2 separate regions of the Drosophila melanogaster genome follow, and region 2 is linked to region 1. A link is a contact called in public Hi-C data. All regions are on one chromosome and are shown on one strand. The core of a region is the stretch at or near the end of the contact, and the rest is flanking DNA. Distances in the headings are between cores, read along the strand shown. Region 1 holds the start of GlcAT-I (Glucuronyltransferase I). Region 2 holds the start of Fas2 (Fasciclin 2).

Evidence for each region. Hi-C and Micro-C count contacts between places; a contact is called where the count stands out from the background.
Region 2: a Hi-C map of the Kc167 cell line shows a contact between it and region 1, with 2.5 times the contacts expected there. The contact joins the promoter of Fas2 here to the promoter of GlcAT-I in region 1. A contact is called at or near these places in 26 of 107 Hi-C or Micro-C datasets (the D17-c3 cell line, the Kc167 cell line, the OSC cell line and 14 more) and 1 of 6 datasets of contacts at active chromatin or transcription factors (the Kc167 cell line).

The regions. Positions count from the first base shown.
Region 1 is chrX:4,128,564-4,132,503 of dm6, forward strand. It overlaps GlcAT-I (Glucuronyltransferase I), which reads left to right and starts at 2,648. Exons shown (of 2, transcript NM_167003.3): 1 at 2,648-2,931; 2 at 2,995-3,940. The coding sequence starts at 2,723. The coding sequence ends at 3,706. tyf (twenty-four) reads left to right here. Exons shown (of 8, transcript NM_001297924.2): 8 at 1-1,453.
Region 2 is chrX:4,203,743-4,207,362 of dm6, forward strand. Fas2 (Fasciclin 2) reads right to left here and starts at 2,351. Exons shown (of 10, transcript NM_001272308.2): 1 at 2,158-2,351.

The DNA of each region.
Region 1 (3,940 bases), core at 1,398-3,897:
TTCCCTCTTGTTTTTCGCCAGTAAACATTACTTCCTTTTACATCCAACGCTCTTTTCGAAAATATCAAAACAGTTTTTCCGTTCTATTTAGAAAACACATGTTTAATTTCAGCAAACTCAAATTAGTCTAAGAAACGTGTTTTAAAGACGTACATCTTTCGTGTAAACTAGTGTTATATATGTACAACCACTAAGTCAAACTAAGCCAATGTACACTGCAACAATTTTAGACAATTGAGAACTAACGAGAAACAGAAACAAGATACACAAAACCGAATATATAAGGGTATGGAAAAGAACATGAAATTAAATTATACGATAGGCCAGTAATTAAACATAATACTGAAATATTATTAATTACTTATAAACAAACGGAAAAAACACAAAAAAAAAAGTTTCTTATGTGTGTATTTATGTAATATATATATTGTAGTTGTGTGTATGTGTATATAAATAGTAAATTGCGACTCGAGACAAAGAAAATCACAGAGGCATACGAAGAAGGATCAGTCAAGATAATCGGACATTCATTTTCCCCGCTTATAGTAAACCGCCTTTTTCGTAGGACGAGGGTGGCTCGAGCTTGGAGTTTGAAGGTCGAGACATCGGCCGACAGACCAAAACTAGGATCGTTTGTTTTAGTTTGGCCTTTTGTTTTTACGTAGCTAGCGTATTGTTCAATTTATCGGATATTAGATATCGGAGTAATCGCTCGAGTTGCGTACAGTTCAGTCTGCATTATTTCCGTCTTGCGTGCACTTGTTGAGTTTGAAATACAAAATAACAATAATTGGGAACGGAGTGGAGTGGCGAGAATTGAAGCAGCAGAGAGCACAGTGGGAACTATAATCATAGATATACATACATGTAACAAAGTCTACGACTAAGTCTATTTACTACTGATGAACCTACTAAGTAACCCCCAATTCCCGATCCCCCAAAATTCCAACCCATCCCTATATATAACTTATACATACCAATATTTGTACATGCGAAACAAGCGAAAGGCTTTAGAATTTAATCGTAATGGTCCGAAAATCGATTAACCAATCGAAGCAGAAGCAGCAACTGAATGGGAAACCGAAATTTAATTTATAATTTGTTTAAATTATCATATACTGGAGAGAAGTGTATTTCTGTGGAGAATCGAAATAAAATTTAACAAAAAAAAAAAAAGAAAACAGCTGCATTCGATTTACAATGAATTTCGAGGGTTGGGTACACATAGGATATTGCAGGTTTAAGTATTGATGAATGGAGCTGATGGTGTAAACTAAGGTACCAGATTTCCTGCATCAGATCTATCCCTTGGGCACCGGCAGAAGGCAACTGGAGGACATCATCGAGCGGAAATGCGACCGGCGTGTTAGAAATTAAGCTATTATTATTATTAGTTTTCTATTATTATTAAGACATAGGATATTATTTATACAATATAAGTGAATAAAATATTAAAAACCAAAATAGTGAGTTTTTATTTAATTTCTCGTGGTTTTGGGCAGATATCCAATTTCTTCGCACCAGGCGATCATAATTAGCAGGAAGGTGTCTGCTGGAAACAAATTGAGCGTTGGTCACTTCCTGGCATTTCTGTTTGCCTGGTACATGGGATCGTATTTTCCCCGATTTGCCTAACAAAATGAGGCCTGACTTTCGCGGTTTTGGGCAGATTTCCAATTTCTTTGCACCAGGCGATCATAATTAGCAGAAAGGTGTCTACTGGAAACAAAATGAGCGTTGGTCACTTCCTGGCAATTCTGTTTGCCTGGTACGTGGGATAGGTTTTTCGCCGATTTGCACTACAAAATTAGGACTGACTTTCGCGGTTTTGGGCAGATTTCCAATTTCTTTGCACCAGGCGATCATAATTAGCAGAAAGGTGTCTACTGGAAACAAAATGAGCGTTGGTCACTTCCTGGCAATTCTGTTTGCCTGGTACGTGGGATAGGTTTTTCGCCGATTTGCACTACAAAATTAGGACTGACTTTCGCGGTTTTGGGCAGATTTCCAATTTCTTTGCACCAGGCGATCATAATTAGCAGGAAGGTGTCTACTGGAAACAAAATGAGCGTTGGTCACTTCCTGGCAATTCTGTTTGCCTGGTACGTGGGATAGGTTTTTCGCCGATTTGCACTACAAAATTAGGACTGACTTTCGCGGTTTTGGGCAGATTTCCAATTTCTTTGCACCAGGCGATCATAATTAGCAGAAAGGTGTCTACTGGAAACAAAATTTGGTCACTTTGGCGTTGGTCACTTCCTAGCATTTCTGTTTGCCTGGTACGTGGGATAGGTTTTTCGCCGATTTGCACTACAAAATTAGGACTGATTTTCGCGGTTTTGGGCAGATTTCCAATTAATTCGCACCAGGCGATCATAATTGGAAGTAGGTGTCTGCTGGGAACAATATGATCTTGTTCGTCAAATTGTGAAATTCTGAATTTCGGACACTGAATGTCAGGGGTTGATTTTGCAGAATTTAAATTTAAACAGATAAATAAAACACGGTATAAGTTGTCTTTTTTGTTTTTATTCTTAAAGTATAGTAAAATACATTTCCTATAATAAACCTTAAGTGTAACCACACTGGAGACGAAGAATATCGATAGTTGCCCGGAACTTGATGGTGCGACCGTTCGTTCCGCTAGCATGTCGTTATTTAGGCACACAGCTCGCCGATTTGTTTGTTTTAACAAAATTCGGTTTTTACCAACTGCCGCAGGATGTCGGAGGTCCGCATTCGCCCGCGCCAGGTCCTCATCCTGATCATTGTCTTCCTCGTGGTGCTGATGATGGTGCACCGAAACGGGAAGCGCACATGCCAGGGTCCAGAATACCTCCAGGCCATGTTCGTCCAAGGCGACACGTTACCCACGATTTACGCCGTAACGCCAACGTATCCACGGCCCGCCCAGAAAGCCGAGCTAACCAGGTAGAGTAAATCATAAACCGCATACATACCAATACCTTTAAGTAACGCCCCGTATTCCAACAGACTATCTCACCTCTTTATGCTGCTGCCGCACCTGCACTGGATCATTGTGGAGGACACGAACGCCACCACTCCGCTGGTCAGAAACCTTTTGGATAGAGCCGGATTGGAGAAGCGTTCCACGTTGCTGAACATCAAGACGCCATCTGAGTTCAAGCTGAAGGGCAAGGACCCCAACTGGATTAAGCCACGCGGCGTGGAGCAAAGAAATCTGGCTTTGGCCTGGTTGAGGAACCATGTCGACGTCGATCGGCACTCTATAGTGTTCTTCATGGACGACGACAACTCCTACTCCACGGAACTGTTCGCCGAGATGAGCAAAATCGAAAGGGGTCGCGTGGGCGTCTGGCCGGTGGGTTTGGTCGGCGGTCTGATGGTGGAGCGACCCCTGCTTACGGAGGATGGCACTAAGGTGACCGGATTCAATGCCGCTTGGCGACCGGAAAGACCATTCCCCATCGACATGGCCGCCTTCGCCATCAGCATGGATCTCTTCATCAGGAATCCGCAGGCCACGTTCTCGTACGAGGTGCAAAGAGGCTATCAGGAGAGCGAGATCCTGAGGCATCTGACCACCAGGGATCAGCTGCAGCCACTGGCCAATAGGTGCACGGATGTGCTCGTCTGGCACACGCGCACTGAGAAGACCAAGCTAGCCGCCGAGGAGGCGCTCCTGAAGAAGGGCCAGCGATCCGATGGCGGCATGGAGGTCTAACCCGGGACCTAATTGTATATATAGCAAACTATCATCCTAGTGAATTTACTTAATGTGTTCCGTCTCCTCATAGTTTAGCCCCAATTTATTTAATACTTTTTACTTCATATTTTCTATATATTTTATAAAAACATGGTGTAGGCAAACATTTTGATGATTTAAGTTCAGACTAAGTCACTCTTTTTTTTTTTTAACCAGACATTTTCGGATTGAAATCAAATGAGATTTTTTCTA
Region 2 (3,620 bases), core at 1,101-3,600, 75 kb after region 1:
CGTGTGTGCCTTGTCTCTTTTGCATTCTCTAAAATCGGCGGCGGCAGCGAAGAAGAAAAAAAATGAGAAAGGAAAACGAAGAAAATAAAACTTGCTGCGCCGCCGACTTCGCACATGTTGGCCAGTTTTTGTAACGGAAATTACGGTGCTCTCGGCAGTCGAAACACGTAGTGCAGGGGAAATATGGTAGGAGCAACACAGACACAAGGGGTAAGGGAGGGAAGGGGGGCTTTGGATAAGGTAGGAGAGGATTGCTTAAGCTGAATTTTATCTATAAGTTTGTGTTCTCAGTAGATCGTTATCTTTTGGGTTCGAGAGCGAAATGTATATTTCTTATCGGCACATAAGTTCGTGCGTCTCTCCAATAATTCATGACTCAAGCTTTGTCTCTCTCGCTCTCTTTCGCCTTCTCTCTCTCTCTATGTCTACTGAAGTTGCACCTATGCTGAGTGTCCTTGAATTGCAACAAGTTCTAAAGTACAGTTATCGCTCGCTTTAGAGAATATCGTAAACCAAATAAAAAACGGTTGAGTTATAGAATTGAACGTGACTTCAATGCAATGACTAATAATAAAGGTAGAATAAGTGATCAATAAAAGTTAATTTTCATTTACAGTGACGCCTTGCAAGCAGTGCTCTTTTTTTTTTTTTTTTGAAAACTCATAACAGTCCTAGCAACAAAAAATATTTGCATGCAGGCGAGGGAAAACTGTAGTTACTTCCTCGCGAGCTCGTCTTGCCACTAATCCCGCCCACTTTGCACAGCGGAACTTTCCCACCGCACCCCCTCATTTGGCTTACGGTTATTACAGTTACTGGATAATCGATATTTAGGGCAGGCCTTGACTTTTTTTTTCATAGGAACCGCGCGTATGTGTGTCTGCGGCACGCGAAATATTCTTGAGAATATTTCGCTTTCATCTCGCTTCATTCTTGCTTTTGGCAAATTGAGACATTGTTACAAAATACCCGCGAAGCAGTTTTAAATATTCATAAAGTTTCGAAAACGCTAATTATAATGAGAGACTTGGCCAGAGGGGAAGTTCTGGCAACGGTAGAGTTTTTGTGAATCTGTTCAAGTTGCACAAAGTTTAGAAGTTTTCCACTTGATATTCGTGAATTATTAATGCTGTCAAATGATTTGATTTTGACTTTCGGCGCGACCGACAAATTGTAATTACATCTGCCGTTTTGATTGCCTAGAATTGGACGAACTCAATAGGATTTTGTAGTCTTAATTAAAATATGGCTCGGTTAGGTTTGATAAAACGCAATAAACTAATTTATTAATGCGAAACTAACATCTTGTTCGAAAAACTGCCAAAAGTAAAGCGGCAAAAGTTTTCAAATAAGCACTCTATGAAGTCGATGAAGTTAATTTACCAACTTTGAGTTTATTCCGACTTGTTAACAGTTTAAACAAATATTTTTAATCACATTAAAACTTTTGCAGAAAGCCGCAGCAAACGAAATAAACTTTTTGATATGCGACATAAAGGCAATTTTGACAGACAAAGGAAAAACGAAACCGACTGAAATTGGTCGTGAAATTTGAGAATCTATTCTTTTCTATTTTTTTTTTTTTTTGTTCTGTGGTTAACATTCCAGATTAGTTGTGGAATCAATTTGCCCGGCTTTTCCTAATTCTTAACGTGTTTCTTTTTTGTATGTTTCATATTTCCTATTTGCCAGCTGCAAGCGTGAGTCAATTTCCAGTGCACACTGTTGGTAGTAACAACAATAAAGTTGGCAGCGAAGCGGGCCCAAAAACCTGTTTTCCGTTTTATTTTTCTTGCTTTTCAGGTGATGTTGCTCTTTTTTTTCATATTTGTTGTATGCACTTTTCCAACTCGATTATTGGGTGAGTTTTCAAAGGGTTTTCATGGAGGTTTTCATTGAAATAACTTTTGCACGTGACTCATTGGAATCTTGGGCTAAAACAACAAAACAGCATAGACTCAGCAGAGCGAGAGAGATACATTTGTGTATTTTTTGTCACACGCTAAAAAAAAAGTTTTGAAAAAAAAAATATGTACAAGAATGCCGCCAGTTTATTTTTGGTTTTTGTGGAGCTGTCTCGACATGTTTTTTGAGTTCTTCTCATGCACGGCCAAATAATGGCTGTTATGAGCAGTTATTATTATTATTTATTATTACCAATTTCTCATTGTTTAACTGGCACACTAACACACACGCACACGACGCGCCACGACCGTTAACACATACGGTGAAGAGAGCGCGAGAGAATGCGAGTATGAAGAAGAAGAACCACTTCTGTTGTCTCTATTTGTGTTTTTCTTTCTCTCAGCAAGCAGAGCACTCGACGCGTTGGCCGTCGAAACGTAACTGAAAGCACCGCTAGCGCTGCCGCCGCAAAATACCACAGCTATTGCCGCGCCACAAGATCTGGCAACCCCAAATGTTGCCAGCCGATGCGACGCAGCATGTTGCCAACCGAAAGTAATCAAGCAAGGGAGATGGTAGAAGTTTAAGAAGTAAAGTGCATAGATAATAGCAATTTATAAAACCGAAAATCTGAGCTCTTTTAAAATGAAATTAATTTACATAAATAACGTAATAAGTGCACAGGAATATTAATATCAGTTATTGGCCAAATATGTTTTCAGTGGAGACTAAAAGAGATGGAGAGTGTCTACCGTTAGGCGGCGAAGAATTCAGCTCTTTTCTTCTCGAGTGTCAGCAAGGTCAAACGACAATGGGCGGAGAAACTGGGCGGTGGCACTTAAGCCCCATTTCGTCACTTTTACGAGCGACTGGTGTCAGGTTTTTTGACACGTTTTTGTTGCCCAATCTTTGTGGAGCTTTGTCAACAAACTTTCAGAACGAAGCATTAAAAATGTAACTACTTTATTCGGGGGCACATTTAAAAGAGCTACACGTATGTACATATATTACGCAAAGTGTGCTATCGCGAGGAGATGATGTCTAGCTAAGGTTTTTCCGATTGATATGCAAGATGAAAATCTCACACTTCGATAAGTTTTGTAAGAATATTCGGGAACACTATCTAAACATCCTTCGAAGTTAGCAGCATGTTGCCGAAACCTCTTGCAACATTTCGAAATGAGGAAAACCAAAGTTTAACGTCTTATTTTTCGGCACAGCATTTTACGATCTTGCTGTCGAAGTAACCGACGAATGCTGGGGGGAAAATCGGGCGGGTATGCAAGACGAATTTTCCGGCTGGCAACATTTCGGATATTTCGGAGACGGCCACTTGTTGCCCGCGCAACATCGAGATTCGATTCCAAACAAAAACTTCTTTTATTTTCAATTGCCGCGCTGTCAATTAAACCAGCCTGCGGAAAAATCGTGACGAGGGGGGTGATTTTCCCCGGTTAAGTGGAAACAAAAAAAAAAATCGCAGTTACGTTTGAATGCGCTGTGTGCAATTTACTAAATGAAATTGCGTATAGATGCCAATGCGATGTATTCTGCAGTTATCATTGTTGTTTTGTTTCGTTTGTCGTTTGTGTGACGGAGCAATTTATCACCGTATACAGAGGGGATATATGTACCTACATATATCTATATACCAGCGACACCCCTCCCCCGCCAGAATCACCAATAAGTGATTTATAGGATTGTTATTTTGTCGT